3 separate regions of the Zea mays genome follow, and regions 2 and 3 are each linked to region 1. A link is a contact called in public Hi-C data. All regions are on one chromosome and are shown on one strand. The core of a region is the stretch at or near the end of the contact, and the rest is flanking DNA. Distances in the headings are between cores, read along the strand shown.

Region 1 (4,661 bases), core at 1,315-3,814:
AGTAGTAAATTTCAGAATATATATAAAGTCACTACGTATAAACTACTGTACCTGTGTGAAAATAAATATTTTTGTTGCTGTATAATTGTCCTTGCACTGAATAACGTGGAGTAGTGTAGCACTGCCTGCTCCGGACCACTAATCATATGGAAGTAGCCGTGTTCTCATAAATGCCAATTGTATATACAAGTCCAAAGTCTAAACAGACCGTTCATGGTTTCTTTCACGCACGCAATGCGAATTTCGGGTCCGCGTAGGCACGCGCGCGCGCGCGATCCAACAACCTCTCGCTCTACGTGGTCCAGCTAGCATCCGAAGAGAAAGAGATCCACAAATGCTGTCCTGAGTTTAAGTGCATGTACCACCCATATATATTGCATATATATGCACTAATAACAAATTAAAAAGGTGGCTAACCTGCTGCACAATATCTACTCATGTCATGATGAGCCTCCACCAAGGATTTTTTTTTTCTGTACCCCCTTCCACCGGGATCAGTCAAGAGAAACTCGAAGAGTGAAAAAAAAAAACAAGGATCAAAAGTTACACATCGCCTACAGGCAGATGATGCTTGGCCGATTGATGGGTCATGGGTGTATGACCGATTAATCGCAGGCCGGCCCTCAGATGACAAACTTCTGGAGCTAGCCTGCGTGCTAAGCTAGCTAGTACCACCTACCGTACCTCGATGACGGCAGGCAATTAGCTAAGCGGGCGAGACGTGACGTCCTTACTTGTCCATCATCCGCCGCCGGTCCCGGTAGCCTCCCGGCGCGACCGCGCGTAGAGGACGGCGCAGAGCAGCGTGCCGACGGCGCACGTGGCGCCCCACACGACGAACGTCTCCCGGTAGCAGGCGGCGCCGACGCAGTGGTGGCCGCCGCCCCGCGCCCCGCGCTGGTAGAGGTAGGCGGCGGAGTAGCCGAAGCAGAGGGAGCCCACGGGGATGTTGCTCACCACCACGTTGTGGTTCACGCCGAAGTTCTTGGCCCCGAACAGCTCGCTCGTCGCCGACACGGCCACCGACGTGATGGCGCCCGTGCACGTGCCGATCACGGCCGTGCTCAGGTACAGGATGAAGTGGCTCCGGTTGAGGAGCAGGAGGAAGGCGCCGGACATGGGCGCCATCAGCGACGCCATGGATCCCGTCCTTGAGATGGAGTAGCCGCTCCTGCTTGTCGTGCAAAAAGAAAGAGGAGAGTAGTTAGACTTTTGTGTTCTGTGTAGCGACAAGTTCGTTAGCATGTCAATTAAAAAAGACCGCGCGCATCGGTGGTCGATCTAGAAACTTGAAACTGAATCTACTACCGATCGAGTCTTCATATAAATTAGCTTTGTGCTTACTTCGCGGAGTAGTAGTCCAAGAAGGACGGGAGCAGGCGGCCGAAGAATCCAAACGAAGACGACAGCGAGACGAGCGTGGAAGTCTGGCCGAGCCGCCGCGACTCGGCTATCTGTCCCAGGTTGTTCAAGAACACCAGGCCCAGGGTGCCACTGAACATGTAGCTGAAGAAGTAGAGCCAGAAGTCGAGCTTCCTCAGCAGCCGGAGGCCGTCGACCTCCTCCTGCGGTTTCTCCGTGACGCCGCCGTCTCCGTCCTTGCTCTCGGCGGTGGCGGCCACGTCGACGACGACGCCATCGTCGTCGGTGCCGAGGTCGTAGATCCTGTTCTCCCGCTTGGTCTCCCGTATCCTGTCCAGGCTCTCCCGGACCCTGAGCGCCAGCGGGATGAGCACGGGGGTGGCCAGCAGCACGGCGAGGCTGACCACGTGCTCCCTCGACGACAGCCCGCCGCCGGACGTGGAGGAGCCGATGCTGCCAACCACGGCGCAGGCCCCCGTGGCGAGCGTGATGGCGAACATGACGAGGAATGCCGCGTCCGTGCTGGCCCCCGCCTGGCCCTCGCCCGTGACCGTGAGGTCCACCGCCCTGAGCGACGGCGCCACCGCGACGGTGACGAGCATGGGCACGACGGCATTGAGGAGGAGGTAGGTCTTGGCCTTGGAGGTGGCCTGGTGGCCGGGTATGGAGTCCGCCAGGCTGGTGTAGACCTTGGCGCTGAGGCCGAGGTAGCTGGCGGCGAGGCTCACGGCGACGCGGCTGCGGCTGCTGCCGAAGTTGCGGATGCAGAGGAGGTAGCAGACGGTGTTGATCCAGCAGATGCCGTTCCCGGCCAGGGAGGTGAGCAGGAACAGGTGCCAGTAGCGGAGGGCGGCGCTGTCGAGGAAGAGGTACTGGACCCCGTAGCCGACGAGGCCGAAGGATGCGCCGACCAAGGCCACGAGCCACAGCGGCAGGTGCAGCGCCGCCACCCCGGAGAACCAGCCGAAGAGCTTGCCCGCGTCGGACGCGAAGGCCAGGAAGTTGAGCTGCACCTGCGTGATGTGCTTCAGGTCCTTGAGCTGCGACGAGTAGACGGGGAAGTCCGCGTTGGGCCCGTTGATGGTCTGCAGCCAGATGCTCCCGACGAGGCTCAGCCAGTGGGCCGAGGAAGGGGAAGGCATGGTGAGGGAGGGAGGGAGAGGAGTCGTGTCCCTCTCCGTGGTGCTTGCTGCTGCCACTTCACTTGAGATCGAGCTGTTCGTATTATATTTATGCAGAGCTAGCTCCGGCGGTTAAGGCGAACCGGCACCATTCATCAATGCCCGACAACGATGGGTGTGGCCGCAAGCCAGATATGTGGCTTGCTGTTAGGCTGTTAGCCGAGCAGGCAAGCAGCCTTCTCCCTCCTAAGCGCTATGCGTATCAGGCCAACAGAGGAAGGCGGCCGGCGGATCCAAATCCAAGCCGAGACGTAACTTTCGGCACTGTCACTGCGTGACATGTGTTGACGCAGAAGCCGACGGCCATCCATTGATCCATTCTCCTGTATCTATTTCCTGGCCGGTTACGGTTACGGTTACGCTGCAGCCACGACGGACGGGTCAGATCGCAGGCAGAGTTTACTGGCTTGTTGTGTATCTGCCGATGGTTTTAGGCGTCCAAGACAAGCTGCTATGCCAAGAAGTTGTACGGCATTCACGCTCGCGGGGGGCTTCTTCTTGGCCTAACTCACTCAGGTGCTCGGATCCAGAATAGGAGTCAGCCTGAACCAAAACCATGTATGTACATGTCCAAGCCTGAATCGAATGCAACGAACCTGCTGCAGTACCTGGTTCTCCACTCCAGGGTCTGAATCCATGGTTCGCTATACGTACGTTCCGGCCGTCGCGCTCGCGCTGGCCAGGACTCTTTGTTCGCGGCATGTCGCCTCAGCCTTGCTTGAGGCAGTGAATGGGACTGGTGACATCAGGCGAAAGCGTAACAATTGGCGCCATGGGTGACCCGCCCTCTCGCCGGCCGGGGTGCTCGCCCCACGTCTGGCTATCCCTCACCGATGCCGGTAACCATCATCAGCTCGCCTCGGCGCCATGATCGCAAACGCTGCGCAGAAACAGGCACGGATTCGTGTCCACGTTTCTAGCCATGGCATGGCATGCCTGCCTGCGACAGGTCACAGGTGCCCAGGTTCCCTGGCACTCTCGCATTCAGACCGGATTCAACGTGAAGCTCAATGAAAACATTTTGAGATGATTAGGTAACGGTGACATCGTATTCATACGGCGCCGGCCGGGCTGATATCTTGGACTGCTGTACGGAGTGCAGCCTTACCATACCTGACACCCAATAATTCTCTGAATTCTCGTTCGGTAAGTGGCGACAATTGGCAATCGTGTGTTGTGATAGTCTCGCAAATGGAAACGTATACTCATGGCCAACCACGCTTTCCGAGATTCCTGAAACCGAGGGCTGGAGTCCGGATCGATCACCTTCAGGCTCCGGGACGGGACTGATCGAAGTCGACGAAGGAGGATCACTCTGACCTAACGCTGAGCTCATCTTGGATCCATGTTACGATCCTCAAAAGCAGCAGCGTTTTGTGCTCATCAGTGTCATTTGAAGAACCGGTTGGCAGTAGTCATGTCGGTTGAATCTCCGGCAGGATCCATCATGTGGCGATCCTCAACTCAAAGGTTGCACTGACGTAGCCTTCTGCTGGTCACATGGTTACACACACACACCACGTTCAGAATCCAGAGTTTCGGCCAGTGGAGAGCCAAATGCCGTGATGCTCTAAAAGCTGAAGTGTGCGCATCGCTGGTTCGAACGCGACGGTGTTCGAGGGGGTTCAGCCCTTCACTGTCCTCCGCCACTGCGAATTCAACTCACACAGTGCCATCGTGCTTGGCAAGAGTTTAATCCTGTGGCAGGAATAGGATCGCCGTTCGGAAATGGTAATTCAGCGAAGACGAGTAATGGTCGCAGTGCCATCGTGCTTGGCAAGGAAAGAAAAAAAAATATGATGTTCTTGGAAAAGAAATGGTCGTTGTCTAACTCATATATTGTGTCTCGAATAGAGTAAATTCAAACAGATTTCGAACGTTAATACCTGAATAGATTGCCATTGCTGCCGCTGCTAAATTGAGACTCTGACAACGGACATAATTTTCTGTAAGGCCCAGACCGTCTTGGAAATTTGAACGGAACTTTGGCATTGTATCGTGTACGTGCTGACAATGTAACAGTCACTTTCTATTCTATTTAAAAAAGCATGTAAAACGATGGCTTAGATTTCCCATCCTTCATTGATACTGAGAAAGTTGCGTTCAGCAGTGTATTGC
Region 2 (4,661 bases), core at 1,528-4,027, 840 kb after region 1:
TATTATTTGTGCCGATGCCAGCACCCAGCATCAACTCTATTGCAACATCTCGTACTATATAGTTCCACCTCTCATATTTTACATCATCCACCCAAGACAACCTTACATATCTCTTTTTTTCTTATAATCACCGTCACAATTATGTCTAGCCTTTTCACCTTTCCCTCAAATGACAGTCAGACTTAAACATATTCTAGTCCTCTTAAAATTCACAAACATGTAAGGGTGCATTTGGTTGTAATGATGGAACGAGATTTGATAGAACGATCACCTAAATAAAGTTGTTTAGTTCAGAGTTATAGGTTGGGACGGGATTATCCCAATGTTGTCCCTAGTTATTCTTCAAAATTGGATGGACGAAATAGGATAACAGGGGAACGTCCCTATCCTGCCTGTCACCGTCTGTCCCGCAACTAAACGCACCATAAGTTCCTAAACCTCAACTAGTCAACTTGATCCACATTCTTCTGTCCTCCCCACCCCCAAAAAAAATCCCCAACTGATTTTCCATTCACCCTGGATTTCCTCCCGGATCTCTTTATCAGTACAGTAAGTAATTCTTGTCCAATCGATCATGCATTTTTCAAAATCGGTTTGCCAAGCTCTTCTAGTCCGCATGTAGCCAGAGTACGAGATGCTGTTTTATAGGGGATGAGGGAAACATTGTTGCTGCACTAGGGATTTTTGGAAGTTCGTATAGAATCCTACTGCTTGTCCGAATCCCTCAGCGGCTCAGGTATTTGAGCAAAGGTCAAAACGTCAGCAACATACATTGAAACCCAAGGCGGGATGTACTCAAACCACTCCGAAGGCAAATAGTAGATCACAACACGAAGTCACACATGACATGAGTTGCATATTGGCACACCAAAAGGAAAAAAAGAAGCGCTATAGATCATCGCGGCAAATATCATATCCGATACCGGACCAATGGATCCTTGAACTGAAGCCGCTGGTTGTACACCCTCCACGCATAGTCCTCCAGTAGGAAAGAGTGAAACCTCCATCCATCCTCGTCGTCGGCTCCGGCACCGTTTGCCTCGGCCTCGCGGCCTTCTCCGGCCGCATTGGAGAGCGGGACCAAGGGCGAGACGATATTGTCCAAAGGCAGAGTGATAAGGACCGTCAGCGACAGACGGTCGGTCTCGCCATGCTGCGCCGCCATGGGTGGTGCGGATGTGGGGCGAGCCATCCCTCTCACTTTCTTCAACTTGCCATTGCTCCACACCTAGCACGCGAGCCAAAAGGAATCATGGCAACAAAAGGTAAGTGCTGCTGCTGTATGCTGCTTGAAGAGTGAAGAACAGCTCATATGACACGATGGTGTTACTTTTGTTTGTGTGTGTGTGTTTGAAAAGCAGAGATGCTTGACTTCTTTTTGTGTGGATTTATGTGTTCCAAATTGGGCGATGATCAATGAGTGATACACACCAGCTGATGCAGACATGGGACCTGATTGCCTAACTGGGTCAAAAATCAAAACTGGGTGGTGAAGTTATGCGCAACCTACTTTAGAATTTGATGCCGCTGGGCGCTGGCCGCTGCATAAACAAAACGGATGCTCGCCATCTCTGCCGCTCGATGCTGTACGTTCTGTTGCAATGACACTACTACCTCTAGCCTTTACTAGAGCGCTAAATGAATGGTCTATAAACTTTGACCAGATCAAGACGATAAGAACAGTTACGGTGCTTATGTAATCTCTGCTTTCTTTTCGGGAGATGCTATTGCAAATTTCAGTTACTTACTAATGTTCATGAAATATCTGAGAGATTTGCACCTGGGCAATGTCGCCGACGGTGACAAGCATCGCGTCGTCGCGGGCGGCCACTGCCGTCCACTCGCCGCCGTGGTTCATAACCCAGCTTGGCGGCGCCTCTTCCTGCCCTGATGCCTCCCACTGGCAATGAAGCGCCACGACGTACGGGTACGCCTTCGCCTTCCCGACGGCCGGAGGTGCCGTATCGGCGGTGGAGACCCGGGAGGCCCACAGCAGGCACCGCGGCTTCCTCCTCCCCTCCGCGAAGGGCTTCTCCCGGAAGCCCGTGTCGGGGCACCCGGAGAGAAGCGCGACAACCCGCATGCCCACGTCCTTCATCCGACGCGCGTACTCCGCCGCAGCCGGGAGCGCGTCCAAGTCCCCCTCGCAGGCGTCGAACACTACCGCGGGATCGTCGGCGCCGCCGTCCACATCCTGCTCTTCCCCTTCCTCCACGGAGAAGCCGAGCGTGCGAAGATTAGACTCCAGGCGCGTGGACGCGTCGATCCGGGACAGCTCGGCGAGCGCGGACGACGGTAGCCCCGAAGGGATGCCGTGGCCGGCGAGGTGGAAGTAGCCCACGTCGGCGGCGTTGCGGAGGGCGCGCTGGTCGGGGGACTCGAGCGAGACGAGAGGCGGAAGCGAGGGCGGCGACGCCTGCGACCGAGCTGCGAGTGGAGACCGTAGCTGTGGAGCCGGGGACGAGAGGAGGAGGCGGTGCAGGAAAGCAGAGAGCGAGGCGTCCGTGGCCCCACCAGCCGCGGAGGACGGCGCCGCGTGGTGGTTCGATGGCGTTGGCGGCGGAGGGCCTGGGGTCCCGCTCCCTCCGAGTCCGACGGTGGTCGTGGGCGTGGCTGTGGCAGCCTCGGAGGACGAAGCGGCCATGGAGACGCTCGGATCGGCGGGGTCACAGGCAGCGCAGGTCAGGGTCAGGGTTGCTTTTGGTGGGAAGCGTGTACCGGGGTGGTTGTTGTTGGCCGCCGTTTGCTGTACTGCGAGGAGGGCGGCCTTTATCCGGTTCGTGTTGGTCTGGTTTGTCCGTTTGTGTGGACACGCCTTCTGGCTCCGTGGTGGGCCAGTTTTTGCGAATTGCGGCGACCTGGACCGGTGAAGCTGGCAAGTGGGCCGGAGCACGGAGCACGGCCTACTGGCCCTGTTTCCAACAAGGCAACAAACTCCCCTATATCAGAATTCTGCTGCTTCATTCTGCTTTTTTTTAAAAAAAAAACTGGAGGGGTCAAGACATCAGTTCGGTTTTTCTAAGTATAAAAGAAATTTAGTGATGGATCCGAATATTTATTTAGATGTCAAATTTTCGGTCTTGTTTCTTCTTTATGAACAAATAACATATAGAATTTGCTATGTAAATTTATATTCTTGTTTTTAGCATTAAGACTATTAATCTTCACAAAAAACTAACATTAAATTCATTATATATCTTTTTAAATAATTGATATAAAATTCGGATGTCTATTCGAATACGGATTCGGATGTTTTTTCACCTTTTTTATTGTAGGGAGAAAATAATGTACATAAAAAATATAAAAAAATTATTTAAATACTATGTAATATTCTTAATAACATTGCCAAAAATTAGCTTTAAATTCTACGTATATCTATGCTAAAATATTAGATTTGTGATAAAAGTCGGATGTTTTAGGAACATCCCATCTGATAAGTGAGAGGAATAACTGCATGAAACCATCTGAAACCCTAAACCGTGGAGAGCTGACACCTCAGTGATGACTTCAGATTTAAGCCGCCGTGCTGCGCCTGGAACTAGGGATGAAAACGGTTTCGGAATTTTTCAGAATTCCGGAAACCGATTTTGATTTTTTTCGATCGGATTCACCGGTAACGGTATTTTTCGAAAACGGAATCGGTTTTCGGAATTTTCTATCGGAATCGGTATCGGAATCGGCGTGGTGTTTTACCGACCGTTTCCATCGGTTACCGGTTTTTGTCGGAAATTACCGGATTTGTCTCTCGGAAATTTCCGGAATTGCGTCTCGGATTTTTTTCGGAATTTTCCAGCATATGATTTTTTCGCATCGCCTATACATTTTTGGATAAGGATTACTTATTTTTGTATTTTTTGGATGCTTTAATTTTTTTTTTAGGGTTAGATGGTGTTGGAAGGCAGTTGAGATTAACGATTTGGTCTCTCGAACGAATCCACCATTTTCTATGCACATGTTATGTATTAGTAATATATAATGATAGAAAGCCGACAATCTGTCTTTTTCACACTAGATTTTAGGGTTTTCTTGTGAGGCTGTGAAAAAACCCTTTATGTGAGGGAAAAATATTTCATGAGTAAGCATGCCATGTCAACTAAATCGAGTGGATATTGTGAACTTGTGATCTTTATGAACTTGTTATACTGTGAACTTGTTATATTGTGAACTTGTGATCTTTATAAACTTTTTATATTATAAATTTGTGATCCTTGTGAACTTGTGGTATTTGTGATCTTTTGTCAATTTTGTTTTATTGTGAAGTTTGATATGTTTACCGATCGTATTTTAGATTTCGATCGTTACCGGTATATTTTTCGCACCGAACTTTTGTTTCCGATGTTTCCGAAATACCGATATCGTTTCCGTTTCCGGAGTTACCGTTTTCGATTTTGTTTCCGAAAAAAATATGAAAACGGTAATGGTTTTAGTGTTTACAGACCGTTTCCGACCGTTTTCATCCCTACCTGGAACGATCTACTAGTTTGCATTTGCTGGCTCACGTTGATACGAAAAACAAAATGAGATTCCCTCGGAAAAATATCGGTTTCCGCTATCATTTTTTGCTGTATCCATCAGCATGCTGCATGCGTGGATCGCTTGGTGGCTTCCGTTGAACGGGGAGCGCACGAGGCATGAAATTTTTTCTGCCTTCCATGTGCACG
Region 3 (4,661 bases), core at 1,013-3,512, 600 kb after region 1:
CGTACGATTACAGATAGAGGGCTTGGATTAAATCACCCTCGATCTAAACCGGTAGGCTACTATATTCGTTAGATCAAGGATCTACGGCGTAGATTTAAAATAGCCAAACCGTTTTCTATGTGCCCGATCTAGATCGAACGGCACGGATGAATCCTACGAATCGGTATGCATCAGTATGATCTCAGCCGCACACTTGAAATCAACGGCAATCGGGTACTCTCCCACCTCCAGAGCGCAGGCCAGCGACGCAGGATTCCCACGCGGCGCCGCACGCCGGCGAGTCATACTGTGCTAGCGACTTAGTTCACGATCTCCTAAAATGGAAGTCCCAACCCACAGCGGAGACAAAGGCGAACCCTATGAATAGATGCTTACCCGAGATGGAGGCACATAATCTCTCAACGATGGAGGCGGCCGCACCCAAATCAATGGCAGAACCTCGACTTTGGTAAGGAATTGTGCCCACCGTGGGCCAAATCCGCGCGAGCTGAGGAAGAACACGGTGCCCCCGCCTCGTGGTGGTTATCCCGTGCCATCCAACCGGCACCGAACGGAGGTGTGAGGGCAGGTCGACGGTAGACGCACAGTCGATGGCGCGACTGGGGTTAGCTTCAGGTGGCCAGGGTGATTCTCTCAGCCGCAACGAACCCCGGAGTAGGGCTGGACAAAATACTCGTGGCTCGTGAGCTCGCTCGACTCGTGGTCAGCTCGGCTCGGCTCGACTCGGCTCATTTCAATTTTATCACGAGCTGAGCTAACATCTCAGCTCGGTTCGTTAACGAGCCAGCTCGACACGAGCTCGAGCCAGCTCGTTAGCTCGAATGAGCTAGCATTTATCTGTAAAACAAAGCATATACTTATATTGGATGAATTAATAAGTGACGAACTATGTTTGTTTAGGGTTTAAATGATGTGATATATAAAATTATGAGTATTGTTAGTCTTTTCTAGTGTTAAATTAGTATAAAATTAACTAGCAATTGATTATATTGTTGTATATATACATGTATACTATTTTTTGTTGTGGCTCGCGAGCTAAACGAGCCAGCTCGAGCTCGCAAACGAGCCGAGCCGAGCTGGTTCTCTGGCTCGGTTCCTTAACGAGTCGAGCCGAGCCAGCTCGTTTTCTTAACGAGCCAGCTCGAGCTCGGTCGAGCCGAGCCGAGCTGGCTCGATATCCACCCCTACCCCGGAGACTAGGAGCGAACGAGGTGGGGAGGGCCTTATACCCCGCGGCTAGACCTAATCTTCTCCTGGTGCCGCGGATCCGACCAAGAATCACGGCAGCCATACCTGCGGAGTCCGTGCTTTGCGGCATGGTGAAGACGACGTACCGGCCGCGATACCCCACCCAGCGGTGAGGGTGACCTGGGCGCACGCGATAGCAGAGCCTGACCAGTGGGCCACCAGCCAAAGACCGTGTGCACGCGAGGGAGCAGCCAACGGGACCACTAGTCGGCGAGAGACTAGAGTTGGCAGTGGGCTGGACGTGTGGGACCTGGCTGCGCGAGCTGAGGGAACGTGGGCTAGCGGGGTGAATCCGAAGATGGGCTGAATGGAGGGACTAGAGGCCCACTCGACTGAAAACTGCTTTCTCTTTTTTTTTATTATTCTTTTATTCCTTTCCAAATTCAAAACTTCAACTCTAAAAGAAATTATTTTTGTGGCAAATTTGTAATTTGGTTAGATATTAAATTTGAACTTGCCAATATAAAATTTTATTAATAAGTTTTATTTTGTGATTTATATAGTATTTCTCTCCTTCTATTCTATTTATTCAAAGTAGGTATTAAATCCTCAATTTGAATGTTGATTTATTTGTCACCAAATGCACACACTCCATAAATCCCAGCATGATGTATATTTTTTTAAGTGTCATTGGTTTTAATTACTCATTCTTATTTATAGTTATTCTCTTGTTATAATGATAAGATGGCACACGAAATAATGAGATCAACTATATTATCATTTTATACATTTTGGGTATTACAAGATGTTACATATAAAGTGTAATCTTTATGAAAAGACAAATAGAGAGTCAAACAGATAGAAAAGAAATAAAGAGTCTCTTGAAGATGCTCTATTTTAAAAACATGTTAGGGTTATTTAATCCTTCCGTTCTTTTTTAATTATCGTGGTTTAGTTAAAAGCAAACTAGCGAATGATAAATATTTGAGAACGCTGGTAGTAGATGATTTTTAATAGTTTAAAAGTAGAATAAGTGGTTTTATAGGTGAGCATGTGAAACACTAATAGTTGAGGGAGCCAAGTAGACCTTTTATTCTATACATTTGTTTATTTATATTTTCTTTAAAAACTAACAATTTTTTTAACTCGTCTACAAACGAAAATGAGACTCTTTTTTTATGGGGCCGAGGGGGTACTATACTCAAAACAAATCTTCCCAACGCCGGACCCGCAAGGCTGCAACTGCGGCATGCAGATCCGCAGAGCACACACGGGCACCGGGCGCACCAGTGCACCACCGCATACGGCCGTGCGCTTCCTTTCCTTCCCCCGCCGCCGCAGATCTTCCCCGCAGTCCCGGTTCCCGTTCACCACCTCCGAACCAGAGGAGGAATGGCCATCTACTCCTTCCTTTCTGTTCGCAAGCGCCCAGTTGTTGTCGTCGCCGCCGTCACCCTCTTCATTGTCGTATCCTCTCTCTTCCTCCTCTTCAGCCCCGCACCGACAGCGCTCCCGTTTTTCTCCTCCTCCTCTTCCCACCTCTCCTCTCAAGCTTCAATTGCTGCCGTCTCCTCTAACGCATTTCCACCTGAGACCCCAACCTCTGTTGTCTCCAACTGGGTCAGCAGCAACACTTCTGCTGATCGCGTCTCTGCTGACGCATCTCCGCCCGTAGTCGGAACCGCCATCGCGTCTGATGCGGTCAGCAACAGCACGGCTGACCCGCCTAGGCCAGATACCACCGCCGCTGCTGGCGACGCGAAGGCTGATGTGTCCCAACCAGATCACGGCATGCCCCCTGCCGCCACTGAAGCGAGTGGATCGGCAGGCAACGGTGAGACAGCCGCGGGAGTCTCGAGCGAGAGGGATGAGGAGGGGCAAGGCGGCGGCGGCGCCGTGGAGGAGCTACCATCGTGGGAGCTGTGCAAGGTGGGGAAGGGGGTGGCGGCCGCGGACTACATCCCCTGCCTCGACAACGTGAAGGCGGTCAAGGCACTCAAGTCGCTGCGGCACATGGAGCACCGGGAGAGGCACTGCCCGACAGATCCGAGGCCGAGGTGCCTCGTGCCGCTGCCCGAGAGGTACCGGCGTCCGGTGCCGTGGCCACGCAGCCGTGACATGGTGAGGACGCCTGCTTTGCTTGCTTCGTCGAGAAAGATTTTTTCACTGGTACTTGTTTATTCCCCAATGGATGAGTTGTGGTTACTGGTTATAGTAATTTAATATGCTAATCTGCGCTCCTATGCTCTGATTAGGATGCACTGTAATCTGCCAGCGACTTGATTGTCAGATCCAAATACCCGATTGAGCACACAGTTTTAACATTCTCGAAACTGAATAGTATACACATGCCTCAAAAGGGTAGTAGAGCTCTTTTATAGATCTTGGATGTCATCTATTGAGCTGTAGTGCTGTACATAAAGCGCGCTGCCAGGTTGGGAATTTCATGCTTCCATTGGTTAGCGGTAACATATAATGATGCAGATCCCTAAAAAAACATGCACTGATTCAAACTTTTTTTGTCATTCCCATGAATGACCCTGTGGAACATGGCCATGCTGTATGAAAATTCAATGCATGGATATTGAGTATCCCTTTTCTTTAAATGCAGACTTATCACATATCTATAATGCTCAAATTTGGAATGTACCTAGTTTATGCTTTATAGTTACTTTGTTCAACATTCAGTAAAGTATACAATTGCTGACTACCTCGTAATATTACATTCCACTCTAATTTCAGATTTGGTATAATAATGTTCCTCATCCAAAGTTAGTGGAATACAAGAAGGACCAGAACTGGGTCAGGAAGTCTGGTAACTATTTTGTTTTCCCTGGAGGTGGGACTCAATTCAAAAATGGCGTGGCTTCATACATTAAATTCATTGAACAGGTAGCTATTACTTATGCTCTTTATGTAATTCCAGCTATGTCCGAGCATATATGCTTGCATGTCATCCTGCTTTCTCATAGAAGTTCAGTATATTACTGATATTTTTGTAGTATCTTCATTGAAGTCCCATTATGTCAAAAGAAAAGGCATACTTGCATCCTTGGATGTGATCACAAATTGGAAAAGTTACTCAAACACGACAAATATAATGTTCCCCCTTGTCTTTGTCGTAATAACTCATGACTTGCGGCTATTGTTTTTATAGATTTTACCAAACATTCAATGGGGAATCCATACAAGAACTGTCCTTGATGTTGGATGTGGTGTGGCCAGCTTTGGTGGATATTTGCTTGATAGGAATGTCATTACCATGTCTGTTGCACCCAAAGATGAGCATGAAGCTCAGATACAGTTTGCACTGGAGCGTGGGATTCCAGCATTTTTGGCAGTGATTGGAACACAAAAGCTTCCTTTCCCTGATAATTCATTTGATGTCATCCACTGTGCAAGGTGTAGGGTCCACTGGTATGCTGATGGCAAGTATTTTGGAACACTTATATTCTCATGTAGTTCTTCTCTTT

Evidence for each region. A called contact is a pair of places that touch in the nucleus more often than the background predicts.
Region 2: a contact with region 1 is called in a Hi-C map of bundle sheath, with 2.8 times the contacts expected there. The contact joins the promoter of LOC100191202 here to the promoter of LOC100280904 in region 1. A contact is called at or near these places in 2 of 25 Hi-C or Micro-C datasets (bundle sheath and ear).
Region 3: a Hi-C map of endosperm shows a contact between it and region 1, with 4 times the contacts expected there. The contact joins the promoter of LOC103651052 here to the promoter of LOC100280904 in region 1. A contact is called at or near these places in 3 of 25 Hi-C or Micro-C datasets (ear, endosperm and tassel).

Annotation. Positions count from the first base shown.
Region 1 is chr3:189,203,642-189,208,302 of Zm-B73-REFERENCE-NAM-5.0, reverse strand. LOC100280904 reads right to left here and starts at 2,564. Exons shown (of 2, transcript NM_001153824.2): 1 at 1,345-2,564; 2 at 344-1,171. The coding sequence starts at 2,504. The coding sequence ends at 742.
Region 2 is chr3:188,364,427-188,369,087 of Zm-B73-REFERENCE-NAM-5.0, reverse strand. It overlaps LOC100191202 (2-oxoglutarate (2OG) and Fe(II)-dependent oxygenase superfamily protein), which reads right to left and starts at 2,777. Exons shown (of 2, transcript NM_001136637.1): 1 at 1,781-2,777; 2 at 794-1,228. The coding sequence starts at 2,644. The coding sequence ends at 911.
Region 3 is chr3:188,600,929-188,605,589 of Zm-B73-REFERENCE-NAM-5.0, reverse strand. It overlaps LOC103651052 (probable methyltransferase PMT23), which reads left to right and starts at 2,262. Exons shown (of 9, transcript XR_004857323.1): 1 at 2,262-3,357; 2 at 3,931-4,080; 3 at 4,346-4,616.